2 separate regions of the Gossypium hirsutum genome follow, and region 1 is linked to region 2. Evidence: chromatin contacts called from public Hi-C data. All regions are on one chromosome and are shown on one strand. Each heading gives the region's core, a stretch centred on a gene start, on an enhancer-like site or on the middle of the called end of the contact. The rest is flanking DNA. Distances are from core to core; before and after follow the strand shown.

Region 1 (6,939 bases), core at 1,627-4,126, 230 kb after region 2:
TCATTAAATATACACTGAAAGCGTCCATTAGGCAGGTAGGACCACGCCACTCAAATTCTTCGACTACATGCCCTAACCTAGGGCCTGCCAATACTAGGTGTTGCATCATACCACAAATATCATCCACATTAAGGCAATGACGTAAAAGAACTTCACAGTTTGCTTTCTCCAAAGCTAACAATACGGTGTCCTTCAAATGAACCAAATCAAAGAATTGTTCACGTATAAAACCTTTTTTATAAACAAATCGCAATACAATTTCTATTTGTTCTTTCTTTGACTTATCACTAGCTTCATCCACTATAATGCAAAACTTTGAATATATAACCTTTTTTTGAATGAATCCTTGGATTTTACTCGCCAAAATAGAAAGAATGGCCTTCTCAATAGTCGGATTGACATATCGTGCATTTTGAGAGGTATTTTCTAAGACAATTGCCTCCACATCTTCATTATAATAAGCTGAGAGTTTTATTAGTTTAAGAAAGTTAGCTTGATTTCTTGAATCTTGTGCTTCATCACATCCTCTAAAGGCACAACCTTGAAATACAAGCCACTTGACAACATCTATTGACACCTTGAATTGCAACCAATTTCTTACAACTAGTTCAAAATTTTATTCCTCTTTTAGTATTTTGCAAGAAATTCTGAAGATCAAGTTAACTTTTCATTACATTCTTATGTAAAGAATTTGCATCCTTACCCACATGAGTAATAAAGGACATTTAGATCCTTCATTGACCTTCTTCCATGATTGAAATCCTTGGCTTGTAAAAGTATTTTCATGATGCCTAAATGGCTTGTTGAAGAGAAAACAAAGAAGACAATATACAACATTCTTACAAGGTGAAAAATCGAGCCAACTCGGGAATAGCTTGTACCAAGATGGGAGAAATCGACATCCATTCTTGTCAATATACTGAGGAGATGTTGGAGCCTCACTTGGACGAATCAATTGATATGGCCCAAACTTAATGTAAGCTCGACGGACTTTGTCTTGTTGATTTTGAGGGTAATCCTAAATAGGTTTTTGAAGTCTCAAATCACGCTCTAAAGAAGAAGCATCAAACTCCTTTGTTTCGAATCTTGAAAACTTATGAGGACGTTCAGGAACTTAAGAAGACCAAATATCTCATTCTGGAGCTTGGGAGGACTCAATATCTCATTCAAGATCTTAGGATTGAGAAGACATGATATCTCGTTTAGGAGATTCGAAAGACTCGATATCGCATTCAAGAGTTTGGGATTGAGAAGACCTAATATCTCATTCAGGATCTTGGGACGATACGATATTTATTCTTTTTTCCACTAATAACAAAAGGTTGAGGAACTGATTGATCATTATTTGTTTCTGACACTCTTTTCTTGAAAAAGATTCGATCTTTTTGCTGACCATAATTTTATCGAAAAACCTGAAGATTGTAATAATATATTAAACAACAAAATATTAGGAAAAAGAAAAAAAATGATAAGTCAAATAAATAAAGAACATAATTTATGAAAAAATATTTACCGAGAGGAAGATAATTTGTATTTTTTTTTACTTTGTGCTCTCAGTCTCGGCATCAAACTCATTTTTTTTTCTTTCAACAATGTCAACAGCTTACCAAAGGAAGACAATTCCTTAGCAAGACATACAAATCAAAATACAAGAATGTCACTAACCTAATATGTATAGGTATGAGCCAAATCAATTCATTCTGGAATTTGGCTTTAAAGTTTATATTGAGCCTCTAAGTTTAGTCTTTCAAGGCCCATCATACATTAATATTTGATTATTATTATTTGGCCAATGGGGCGAATGTTATATAATGTGGACACCAAACCTAAAATATATGATAATTTATATATATAATTCAAAAATCTAAAAATTCCAAGGGAGCGACTACACTCTCGTGGCCTCTAGATCCATCCCTGCCAGCCATTGAATAAAGAATCTGGAAGATTGCTTGATGCAGTAGGTTTAGATAGAGAGAAAAAAAAAGGAAGGAGATGAAGAGATTTTTATGTGTTGATTTTTTCTTCGGCTGTTGAGATGAACTTATATATGGGAGACAAGGACGTCCACGTGTCATGAGTTTTATTGATAGTAAAGTTATACTTTATTCCCTTGTAGTGGTGATGATGTGATGCCCTAAGATAGGATTTTTTAGGATACTTGAGTGATCAATGAATTTGATACCCCATGTACGCCCAACGAGGGTTATCTCGTGATGGTTCGTCAGTTGATTGTGGTCCAAGTTGGCTTGGTTCACCTAGTTAGAGCTTTGCTTAGAATGAATACATTAGCATATATTTGACCTATTGATGACACATGAAGGGACACATGGAGCAACTATAATAAAATTGAATAAAAGTGAAGCTAATTTTATTTGAATAATAAAGTCTATTACACTTATGAATTGAAAATTAATAAAAACCAAAAGAGAACCAAAGAACCGACAAGTATCATGGAGTCTGCTTGACTCGATAAGTTTGATTTGGGTTTGGACAAATTTTTTAAATTTTGAATTGATTCAATACTATATGAATTTAAATTAAATAATTTTTGAAGTATATTTAAATTTTAATTATAAAATTTATAAATTAATTATAAAACTATAATTTTATCTTTAAAAATGAAATGAATAAATTGACAAAGCTGAGAAGGTTTTTTAAAATCGAGCTTAAGCAAACCTATTATTTTATGAATTTTTAAAATAAATATATTGAATTATTAAATTAAAAATTAATTTGAAAAGTCTTACATTTTTTAATATTATGTATATTAATTAATTTTTAAAAAGGATTACAAAATAAAAATATTTTAAAACGTATACTCATGCCCACGTGATACCGAAAACTAATTATCCCAACTATAATACCACTAATGGAAATAATAAAATGAAATGGATTTTGATTTAGCCCATTCTAAATCTATTTTTACTGAACAGGTACACGCACCATAGAAGCGCGTTGACATGGGGTATGAACCCCACACGGGCCAAACTCTAACCAAACTAACCTCTTTCCTTTCACCAAGTCCAACACGCTTTTTTAATCAACAAAATCCTCGTGAACCTCTTTCGTTTTCTACTCTCTCTCTCATGGCTTCCGAGCAGTACGGTGCCGTTTTCGAGGAATCTCAGGACGACGACGAGGAACCCTCTTCCTCCGGCAACGACGACGTGCTCAACGGTCACGACGAAGAGGACGAGGAGTTGCTAGAAGAAGAAGAGGAAGAAGATTTTAATTCCCCCTCTTTGCTACCTCAACCGATTGCCGCAGTCGTACCCTCCGCCTCAATCCCCGCCGTTCCTCTTGCCGTTCCTTCATCCACCGTCGTGACCGTTGCTTCTGTTCCTCTCGGGGGTTCGATTCCCGACTCTAAACGACAACGGATTGATTCCGCCATCTCCGAGAAAAAACCTCCTCCGCCGCAACAATTCGACGAATCGCGGCGGTTATTTCAACGTTTATGGACTGATGAAGACGAGATCGAGCTTCTCAAAGGATTTCTCGATTACACGACTTCGAAAACCAACTCTAATTCTTCTCACCATCACCATCACGATACGGCGTTGTTTTACGATCTAATCAAATCGAAACTCCAGCTCGATTTCAACAAGAATCAGTTAGTCGAGAAGCTTCGAAGATTGAAGAAGAAATATAGGAACGTGATGAATAAGATCAATTCAGGTAAAGAATTTTCCTTCAAAAGCCCTCATGATCAAGCTACTTTTGAAATTTCTAGAAAGATCTGGAGTAGTAGTGTTGGCAAAGTAGAAGATAATGTTTTAGATTATGATGAAAATAATATTACTCCTACTACTACTACTAACATCAATTTACTCGATGAAAGTGGAGAGAAAAAGAATCTTACTCCGAAATCCGCAGCCAATAAGAGAAGGTCAAGGAGTAAAGGAGGGAAACTGGAAGAGAAAAGAGTTTTAAATGATGGGTTTGTGATTTCTAACAATAATTTTAATAATAGGAGTGATCATGACCAGGGTAATGTGGAAGGACTGGGTGGCGGTGGCGGTGGTGCTGGAGGAGAAAGAGGAAACCTGACAGCAGTAGTAGAGGAGGCGGTGAAGAGTTGTTTAACACCCGTGTTTAAGGAGTTGTTAGGTAGTTTAATTGGAGGAGGGGGAGGAGGGGGAAGAGGGATTAGTGGTATGGCTATGAATGCTATGCCATTGAGTTTTGGCGGAACTTTGAATTTTGGTGGCGGTGTTGGAGGTAATGTGGAGTTCATGGATGAGAGGTGGAGGAAGCAGCAAATATTGGAGTTGGAAGTTTATTCTAAGCGGTTGGAGTTGGTGCAAGATCAGATTAAGGTGGCTCTGGAGGAGCTTCGGTCGATTGGAGGGTGATTTCTGAGTACGGGTGCTTATTAGTTATTTCCGTGAAAGGTTTCTTTTCTTTTCATTGATGGATCAGCTGATAGTGTAGGGGAGTAACTGGTTTTTCTTAGTTTGGTTTTGGGTTTTCTTTTTTCTTTGCTTATTTGATAGAAATGAACAGTTATCGGAATAATGATTTATAATTATTTAGTCTTTGAATCAATAGTTTGTTCTAGTTGTTCTCATTTGTGTATATATGGTTTTTATACATGGGTTGGGATGACTTGCTTAGAAATAAAAGACAGATGTTATGGTTCATTTAATGCAAATGTGCAAGATCTAACATTGTAGAATTTGTTGAACGGATTCAACAACAGTTTACTATTTTACTACATTGTTTTAAAAAGTTATATTTGAGTTGAAATTCAATTTATCAGATAGCTTGTTGTGATATGTTGGTGGTGGTGTGAAGATCTACATTGTTCCGATTCTTTATTTTCCTTAAGAGCATCCATTTCTGACACATATCTGGACGAATAGGAGTTTGATTTTCCAAGTGTACAGAAAGACGCAAAAGATTGAGCATACTCATATTAAAGTCATACATTTATCTGACACTCACCCTTGAGTCCAAGCAGCATAGGTTGAAACTTATGGGATGGAAGGGAAACTAGGACTGGGATAATCTTATTTTCATACCTGCCATTCTATTCTTTATAACTTCAAAACTAATTATCTATGATGATTTGCTTCTAATGAGTATGGTTTGTGATTTCTTGGTGCCATTTCTTATGCTTTCTATCGTCTAGTATTTCTTGCAAACTTGTTTTAGGGTTTCATAAAAAAGATTGTAATGTTTGACTCTATGAAAGGTAATAGTCATATTGGATATACTGCCTGAGGTCAAAGGCTGTTTTGTGCATCTAGCATGAAATGCTTGCAAGCCTCAACGATCTAACTTTCCATTTCGTAATTATGGTTTGGGAACTTAGAGATAACTAGGTATTTATCATTTCTGATGCTTTCTACTTTCAATCATATCGCAATTCATGCAAACTTGTGTTGGTGCTTAAAAGGACTGTAGTGTTGTCCGTATGAAATGTAATTCATATCGGATTTGTTGCTGACAGCAGAGGCTGTTTTCTGCATCCAGTATGCAATGCTTGCCTTTTGTTACTTGGACTCAGGTGTAAGTGTCTAACCCCGGTATATTCTTTCTTCATAAGTTCTTTCATGTATTTCGAGCATCTTTGAGTCTTGATATGTGTCGGACATGGGTACTTGAAGAAAAATGAAGTGAAGCAACATAAATGCTTGCTAGCAACAAAGGTCAAACTTTCCATTTGTGATTGCGGTTTGTAAACCTAGAGATACCTTGATAATTATCATTTGGGACCTAAGAAAGGTACCGCTCTGGTCCCAGGACATTTCGGAAGAACATGGCATGCATTTAGAACCTTTCTTCATTCAGAACCTATTAACCTGTTTCCTGTAAAACATTTCAGCTATAGTAATTTACATCCTATATAGTCCATGGAGTCATTTATCTTTCAGCTGAAGTTGTTTGGATATCATTAATGCTGGTAGTTGAAGCTCTAAGATGCTATACTTGATTGTTTCGCTGCATTTGTTTTTATGCCTGTTAGGCTGATTATATCTGCAGGTATTAGACTCTGTAGTCTGTAGTTATGGCCATATCAAGAAACATTTTTGGATTTTGCAGATGTTATTTGATGTTCAAACCTTTTAGTGAGTTTTCAACTTTGCATTTTTCTTCCAGTACCTGTATTTAACAATATGTTAAATATTTTGACATGGATATGAGGATTTTTTATTTTTTATTTGTTCGAAAGATGTGAGAATATCATCTTTATAAATGTACGAAACACATATGGACTTAAGAGTGAGCCTGTTCGGCCTTAGACTGTAGTTAAGGCCTTGTCAAAAAGTAACTTCGGTTTATTTGATGGAATTAAGCAGTTTTTTGGAACCAAGTTAATGAACAGACCGGCTAGATCGTGAATTCAACCGATTCAAAATTAAAAATTCTATAAATTTTCAAATTTAATTAAAAAAATTATAAAATAAGGATAAATTAATAAATACAAATAAATTATCATAGAAATATAAATGTTTAACTCAATACTTAAATTAAGTTTTTTTTTTTCATTTTAGCATATAAACTTCTTTTTTTGTCAAAAGTAGTTTTAAATTATTTTTTTCCTCAAATTAATAAATCTTTTTTTTTTAAAAAATTTAACTCACAAATTAGTACCTAAACAGTACAACCTAAGTCGATGCCTTTTTTTTTGTAACAAGTGGTATCTAAATTATTTTTCTGTTATTCATTCTATATCAAAATGTTATATGCGTTAAAAAAATTCAGCCAATAATTTATTGTCATATATAAATTTTAAAAATTAATTTTTAATTATTATATTCTATTATATTATATTTTATATTATTTCTCTCTATTTTTTATTTTTTATTTTTTCAATCTAGAGATAGAGGTTGAGCTAGTTGACTTGCGAACCAATATAGATCAGTTGAATCAACCAAAAATCAATTGAACCAATTGAATTTATTTCCCCTTCTTCTTTTTTTTTTTAAATAT
Region 2 (7,198 bases), core at 2,936-5,435:
TTTAAGTGAAATCTTAAATGTTGTTAAAATAAATGTAAAGTGAAATTTGATGATTGTTGATTCTATATAGATAAGGACTAAATTGTAAAAATAGTAAAATTTGAATTATTTTTATTTGTTGAGAAAATGTAATAAAATTGTATATTTTAAATGCTTATGTAGAAAAAATGAGAACTAGTAGAATATAAATGGCATGCCATTAGGAAAATTTCTACGCACGCAAGTGATAATGCCACTACAGTGCAAGTGATAGTAGCACTCTTGTGCAAATGGCAGTGGCACTCCGGTGCGAATTATCGATTTTTCCGCATATCTTATACGTTCAATTGAGTCTACAATTGAACTATAGATTTTCAAGGTAAGTGAATTCAATAATGATATTAGTAAGTAGCTTATAAAATTGTTAATTTGAGACCTCACTATAACTATTATTGAAATAAATTCATATCTGATGATAATGATTCATAATTGATATATATTATATATAATTAATGAATTGGTTTAAAATGTAAAGTTTAATTCTTGATATACTTACTAAACTTTCGCGAGCAACGTATTATTTTCAAACGCGTAGGTGAAGACTTGTTTTGAAGCTCTAGAATGAAGGTCGATTTTCTCTCATCTCATCACAAATCAAAACTTGGAAGAGCGTATGATTTTAAATTTTTGGTATTAGCTCATGACATGTACATAGGGATATGTTAAGCATGTTTGCGAATGAATTTCAATGGAAGTGTGTGATGATTTTGATCTTCCTTGCTAGGTTTGTAAACTGTGATGATTTTGATCTTCCTTGCTAGGTTTGTAAACTTAGACATGTTTGATTTTGTATTAAATTGAATTAGGTGATGTTTAAGGTTGGAAATTTGTACATTTGAATGGATTATTGGCTTAAATGGATGATAGATACCATATGGATGTTGTCTTAGGTGATAGGAATTAAAATGCTTAAGATTCAAGGTGTCAAATTTCACGTCGCAACATCGGGTTCATGATGTCACGACGAACCCTACTCAGTAAGTGACATTGAGACGTGGTACATTCGTGGTTGCAACAAGCTCTAGTTAGCGAGTGACATTGCGACATGACATCCATAAAGTCGCGACGAGCACTCAATAGTTTAGAACTTTACGTTTTGATCCTTAAACAATCTTGGATTACTTAGGGAGTTTTCATAAGCTTGAAAAAGTATATAAATCATATTTTAATTGTATTATGAGCTCAATAACTTGAGTAAAAAAAATGTTTAATTGATATGAAAATATTGTAGGTGCTCTGGCAACAAATGTGACATGCTGCTACCTTGATCAACGATCGGGTGAGGTAAAGGGTGAATAATTGATCATCTCTGATCTCTCTATCTCTTTCTGAAAAGCTATGCAAAATTAGATATTGTTATTTCATGTCAAAGAAAATATACACTGTTTTTCCTTTTTAACATCTTTGGAGAATGAATTATCTTTTACATCATGAAACAGATTGTTCTGAGTTTGATGAAGTTGATCCAGCTGGAAGATATGGCAGAGTAGAACTCCTCCTTTCTTTTATTTATTTATTAGTTTGATTCTTTGATCTTACTTTTTTTGTTCTTTTTTGTTTCAGTAGAATGAAATCCTTGGAAAAGGAGCTTCAAAGATAGTGTATGAATGAGAATCATGATAACTCCAATCTAATACTTTTTTTGCTCATTTATTTTTAATACCCAGATTTTTTTCTTCTTGTTTTAATGTGTGGTTGGTTCGATGAATATGAGGGGATTGAAGTTGCTTGCAATTAAGTAAAACTCCATGATATTTTACAAACCCCTGAAGATTTCGAAAGATTTTACTGTGAAAGTCATCTTCTTAAGACATTGAAACACAACATTTTGAGGCTTCATACTTCCTTGGTAGAAAATCGAATGCTTTCTATAAGGTTAAAGATCCAGAAGTCTGACAATTTGGGGAGGAATGTTTGGCAACTATGTCTTTGAGGTTGTTTGCAAGAGAGTTGTTGAATGATTCTTTTCTCCAGATTGATGATTTAAGATCACTGGAGTATAGGAGAGAACTTGATGAATTGGGGCCTCTCATTCGACAACCATATCCGGAACTTCATTTCAGTAGTACTTCTTATCATAACAGTTATGAGACCCTGAATGAATGGGGGTATCATCTTGCTGAAACCGAGCTTTTCAAGCATCAGGAGGATGAACATGCTGTGGATCTTGACATAAGCATTAAGGGGAAGACGAGATATGATGGTGGTATCTGTTTGAGACTCTGGATCGCTGATAAAGATGGTTAGGAACTTCCTCAACATTTTTTTTTCAATGTGGAAACCCGAATCTGACTAGTATTTGCTCTTTCTGTCAACTTGCAGGTCGTATTCAAAATACATAGTTCCCATTCGACATTGAAATTGATACCGCATGGAGTGTTGCTACCGCAATGGTTGCTAAATTGGATATCATTGATCAAGATGTGACTAAAATAGTGGATATGATCGATGGGGAATTACCTGCTTAGTACTGGATTGGAGGACAGGGCAAGGAGTCAAGGAAACACCCCGGTTTGTGAACTTCTGTCACGATTGTGCTACCAACCGTACATCTACAAGTTCCCTCTTCGATTTCTTAACGCAAAATGCAGGCATCAAAGGTTTGCAACTTCTTCAGTGTTGTAGAAACGAATGTGCTTCAATGTATGGCCGATTCGAAGAGATTAATTTTCTGGTTTAGGAATTTGAGAATTATATGACTGATGGAGCACCAAATGAATCAACCAAATCGGTGCATCACCATGAGATAAGGGACAAGTAGGGGAGCTGCAAGCATAGTCCAATTTGCGCACGATAGAGCCATTTGGACGAAGAGTACGAAAAATCAGATAAGCCGTTCTCAGTAATGCAAGAAGTTCAATCTTGTGTTTGACAGGTTCTCAGTCTTCTCTGCTGTTCATTCATAATATCGTGATTCTTGGACAGTTTTGGTACAAACTCCAACACTACCTGGTATCAACAAATAGGATTCATATCATATTCTTCAAGCATTTCGACTCCGGTTTCCATGACTGTAAGAATAGAAGCTACTCCGATCCGGATACTCAAAACTCTGTCAATGAATAACACCCCTCCCAGAGTCCCAGTTGATGCTGTTGGTATATATAAAATGTGCAAGAGTGTTTGAACAATGAAAATCCACCCTTTTTGATAAAACAGTATATGTTTCACCTTTTCCCTCTCCTAATCCTATTTTGGAGCAAATCATTCAATCTCTAACAAACAGATGACAACATACAACCAGTTGATAATCGATCTGTAAAGGAAGATCCTAAGCATTATTTTATGTTGGAAAATCAAACAATGAAAACCCATTTTGCACCATAAATCTTTCTTTCCTTTTCTCCAAATGATTCGTGTATGTACTCTATATGGAAATATTTAAAAAAAATTTCCCTAACTTTTTCGTGTATTTGAAAGATTCCTTCATGCATATTTACCAAAAAAAAAAATTAAGAGTTTGGATAACATTACCCTTTTTAATTGTAAATCTCTACTAAAAAATCATTAAAAAAATGAAATACCGAAGAAAATACTTTTACACAAATTTAAGACTCGGTGATCGGTAAGAGCGAGACCAGTTCAGTTAGGTTGGGTTGTTTGAACTTTTTTGATTTGATTTAGTTTTCGGTTTTTTATATTTATTTTTTATTTTTAGATTTATTTTAACAAAATAAGCTCTAGTCGTAAATATTTCTAAAAACATAAATTTTCATGCAAGTAAAAAAAGTTATTAACTTCTATAAAATATTTTTTTGAAATAATTTTCGGATTAATTTTTAATTTCTCTATTTTTCATCCTTAACTCTACTGATTGGTGTATGCATCATGATAAGTTCTAATTCTAAATTTACCTTAAAAAGATTATATACTGTCACAATTTCAGAACGGATCAATTCAAAATTAATCGATAGTTGAAGATTGATTTTCCATCCGTAATTATAATTCATTGAACGTATTATTCCAAAGAAGAAAAAGTTTAAACACCACCATAATTATTAATTACAAAACAAAATCTTGATTATCCAATTTTGATGAAATTTCAATACCCGAATTCTGGCATAGCCCAACAAAACTAGAAAGTTGGGTCAGGCCTAAAACAATCAAATTCTAAAATTGTTAGCCCAATCCAAGTGTCATTACTCATAGAAAGTTCGCTTAGCCCCAAAAAGAAGCAAAACCCTAATTATCAGTGGTATAAATTCTCGCCATTTCCGTTGTCTTGCTTGAGTTGCTGCTGTCGTCTTTTGAAAGCCTTCAGAGCATTTACCATTGACCTGTGCCGGAAAGGAAATAAGAAGATTTTGCTTGACCATGGCTGACAAGGCAGTGACTATTAGGACCAGGAAGTTCATGACCAACAGGCTTCTTTCCAGGAAGCAATTTGTGAGTGCCCTTTTCTTTTCTCTCGTTAGCCAAGTTTAGTTCAATGTTCAATGTTCAATGTTCAATTTATAGATCTGATTAAATAAGGGACTTACAGGATATAGTTGCTAAATTTGCGATTTTATTGCATTGCTGATAAGATGCTTAATTTAGAACATTGTTTGAATTTTTATTTGAATACAATACACCTCTTTGCTTAAAAAATGCGATTATAGTAAAATATGTTCTTTGCTTAAAAATATTTGTTTGAGTTTATTGTTAACATGACTTTTCCCCCCCTTTTTTTAGATCATTGACGTTCTACATCCTGGAAGACCCAATGTTTCCAAGGTAAATCTTTAATGTTTTTCAATAATATCAGAATCTTATCTTAACTGGTCGTGTACCATGGATTGTATTAACTGCTTTTTGACTGTTGATTTATTGTCTTTAGGCGGAGTTGAAGGAAAAGCTCTCTAGAATGTATGAGGTGAAGGACCCCAATTCAATCTTTGTGTTCAAGTTTAGGACTCATTTTGGAGGTGGAAAATCTACTGGATTTGGTTTGATTTATGATTCTGTTGAGAACGCCAAGAAGTACGAGCCCAAGTACAGGCTGATCAGGGTAATTGTTGATGGCTCTATTCTATATTTTCTCTGGATTTGTTAGTTGTATGAGCTGCATTTGCTTTAACATGTTGAATTCTATTTCTCTTATGGACTTTATCTGCAGAATTCTCTTTTCACACTTTAAGCATTGCTCAATTCTATGTTATACTCCCTCTCTTTGTTTTTGTTGAAGTACTTGTATCTGACCCATGTTTGGACTTAGAAAAGATTAAAACATATTCGTACCTAACACTCTTAGCTAAGTCCAAGTAACATAGACTATAGTGCATGGAGTCAACCTAGCACTTAAAGTGTTGTATTTGGAACTAGAGTTTGGTGCTCTAATTTGTGCTTGAGGACTGCCTGCTAATGAAGAAAGCTTGAGCCAGTTTTCATTATTGACTCTGAAGGCCTTTTCCCAATTTCATACCTTTTGTATTCCTAGTGGTTGTTCTGAGTTGTACTATATCGGTGTCTCTTTGAAAAGGTCCCTATGTAATGTAAGAAACTAATTATTTATGCTGCTGTTTCAGAATGGACTCGATACCAAGGTAGAGAAATCGAGGAAACAAATGAAGGAAAGGAAGAACAGGGCTAAGAAGATCCGTGGAGTAAAGAAGGTAAGATTGATCGACATTTTTACTTACCTTACTTGAACTGCTGTCATTTTGTAAACGTCTGACTAACTGTTTTTGCTTGTTTCAAATAGACCAAGGCCAGTGAAGCAGCAAAGAAGAAGTGAGAGCTAAAAGGCAAAACTCGTGCTTATCACAGAGCCAATGCTTTTCAACATTGTTTTTTAGGGTTCTTGAATCTTTTGTTTTGGAAACCAGATTTTTGGTGTTGTTATCTGATGTTTAGTTATATTATTACGATCTGATTTTTCTTATTTTGAGAATTCTTTCATGGCAGATTTTGAAATATCCCATGTTTTGCCATTGATATTGTCAGGCAGTACTTGCTCTATCATCCTACCAAATCTTGAATCCAAAAAAAAAAAAGGTAGTTGATGCAAGAAAATCTTAAATGCACTTTATGAATAGATATGCAACACTTTTTTGGATGTCCTTCCATGAATAGATTTACTAATTTGTCCGAATGAATATGTTGAACGACTTTTTTCATGTGTAAAGATTTTTAAAGGTAAAATTCATGTGTAATTATTATATATATTTCCGGATATGTTAGGTTAATAGTTTTCGTTTGAGATCATCTTTTATGTGGTTTCGATAAAAGTATAATAAATTAATTGAGATTTTGATTCATTTAAAATGTTTAGTTATATGCCAATGTCTATTTGGAGAACAGTTAAATCTTGCTTATTAGGGTACAACAAATCAAATTGTGTGTTGTTTGTATGATACTTTATTTTAGATATGCTCTTTTAGGATCAAGACTCTTTATCCTTTTCACAAAGGACGAAAGTGTTTTACTCGTATCTAATTTTATACCATCATCGGGTTTTGGATTTTTTACCAAAATAATGTGAGAAAAAATAATTATTTATCAAAATGGGGAGGCAAAAAATTATTTAGGAAAATAGATATTTTGTTATAGTCCCTTGCTGGTGTCTTTTAACACATAGGCAGCACTATCTAACTTTTTCTTAATCATTATGTCATGGTTAATTTTTTTTAAAAATCATTTTTAGTACCATTACTGTATTCTGTATGTATTTTTTTTAAAAAATACCTGAAAAATATGGATATGTCGATTTAAAAAAAATTATTGATGCCCCCGACACTGGCGAGAATATAAATTTTTTTTGACTGGAAATGGAAAAATTAAACTGAAGTTAGAAGAATAGCCTTAGCAAAAGAAGAGTAAAAACTTCGTATTCACCAGCAAAGCAGTTTACTTTTAACTTTTATAAGAAAAGAAAAAAGGAAAACTAAAAAGCTTTGGGTCTTTACTTTTTGATGTCGTTCCTATGGTTTTCTTTTCTAAAATTCAAATGTTGAGAAAATTAAATATCCTCAAATGTTTTTCTAAATTTCAAATGTTGAGAAAGATGAAACCTTTTTAAAGATACAAAGAAGAAATATTGATAACAATATAAAATAATATAGTTACTTTTAAAACTTTTAAATTAAAAGTTGTTTCTTTTTTTATTTGATCAAAAAATTAAAAATAGTTTCGGTTTTTTAAGAGACGAGGAATCAATTAATTTGAAGCTGCCTTGGGA

The links. A called contact is a pair of places that touch in the nucleus more often than the background predicts.
Region 1: a contact with region 2 is called in a Hi-C map of leaf, with 2.2 times the contacts expected there. The contact joins the promoter of LOC107919301 here to the promoter of LOC107918537 in region 2. A contact is called at or near these places in 5 of 34 Hi-C or Micro-C datasets (callus, hypocotyl, leaf and 1 more).

The regions. Positions count from the first base shown.
Region 1 is chrD13:36,648,307-36,655,245 of Gossypium_hirsutum_v2.1, forward strand. LOC107919301 (probable transcription factor At3g04930) reads left to right here and starts at 2,877. Exons shown (of 1, transcript XM_041109731.1): 1 at 2,877-4,717. The coding sequence starts at 2,961. The coding sequence ends at 4,355.
Region 2 is chrD13:36,414,014-36,421,211 of Gossypium_hirsutum_v2.1, forward strand. It overlaps LOC107918537 (40S ribosomal protein S24-1), which reads left to right and starts at 4,186. Exons shown (of 5, transcript XM_016848116.2): 1 at 4,186-4,425; 2 at 4,714-4,755; 3 at 4,859-5,029; 4 at 5,547-5,633; 5 at 5,723-6,076. The coding sequence starts at 4,354. The coding sequence ends at 5,755. It also overlaps the pseudogene LOC107919184.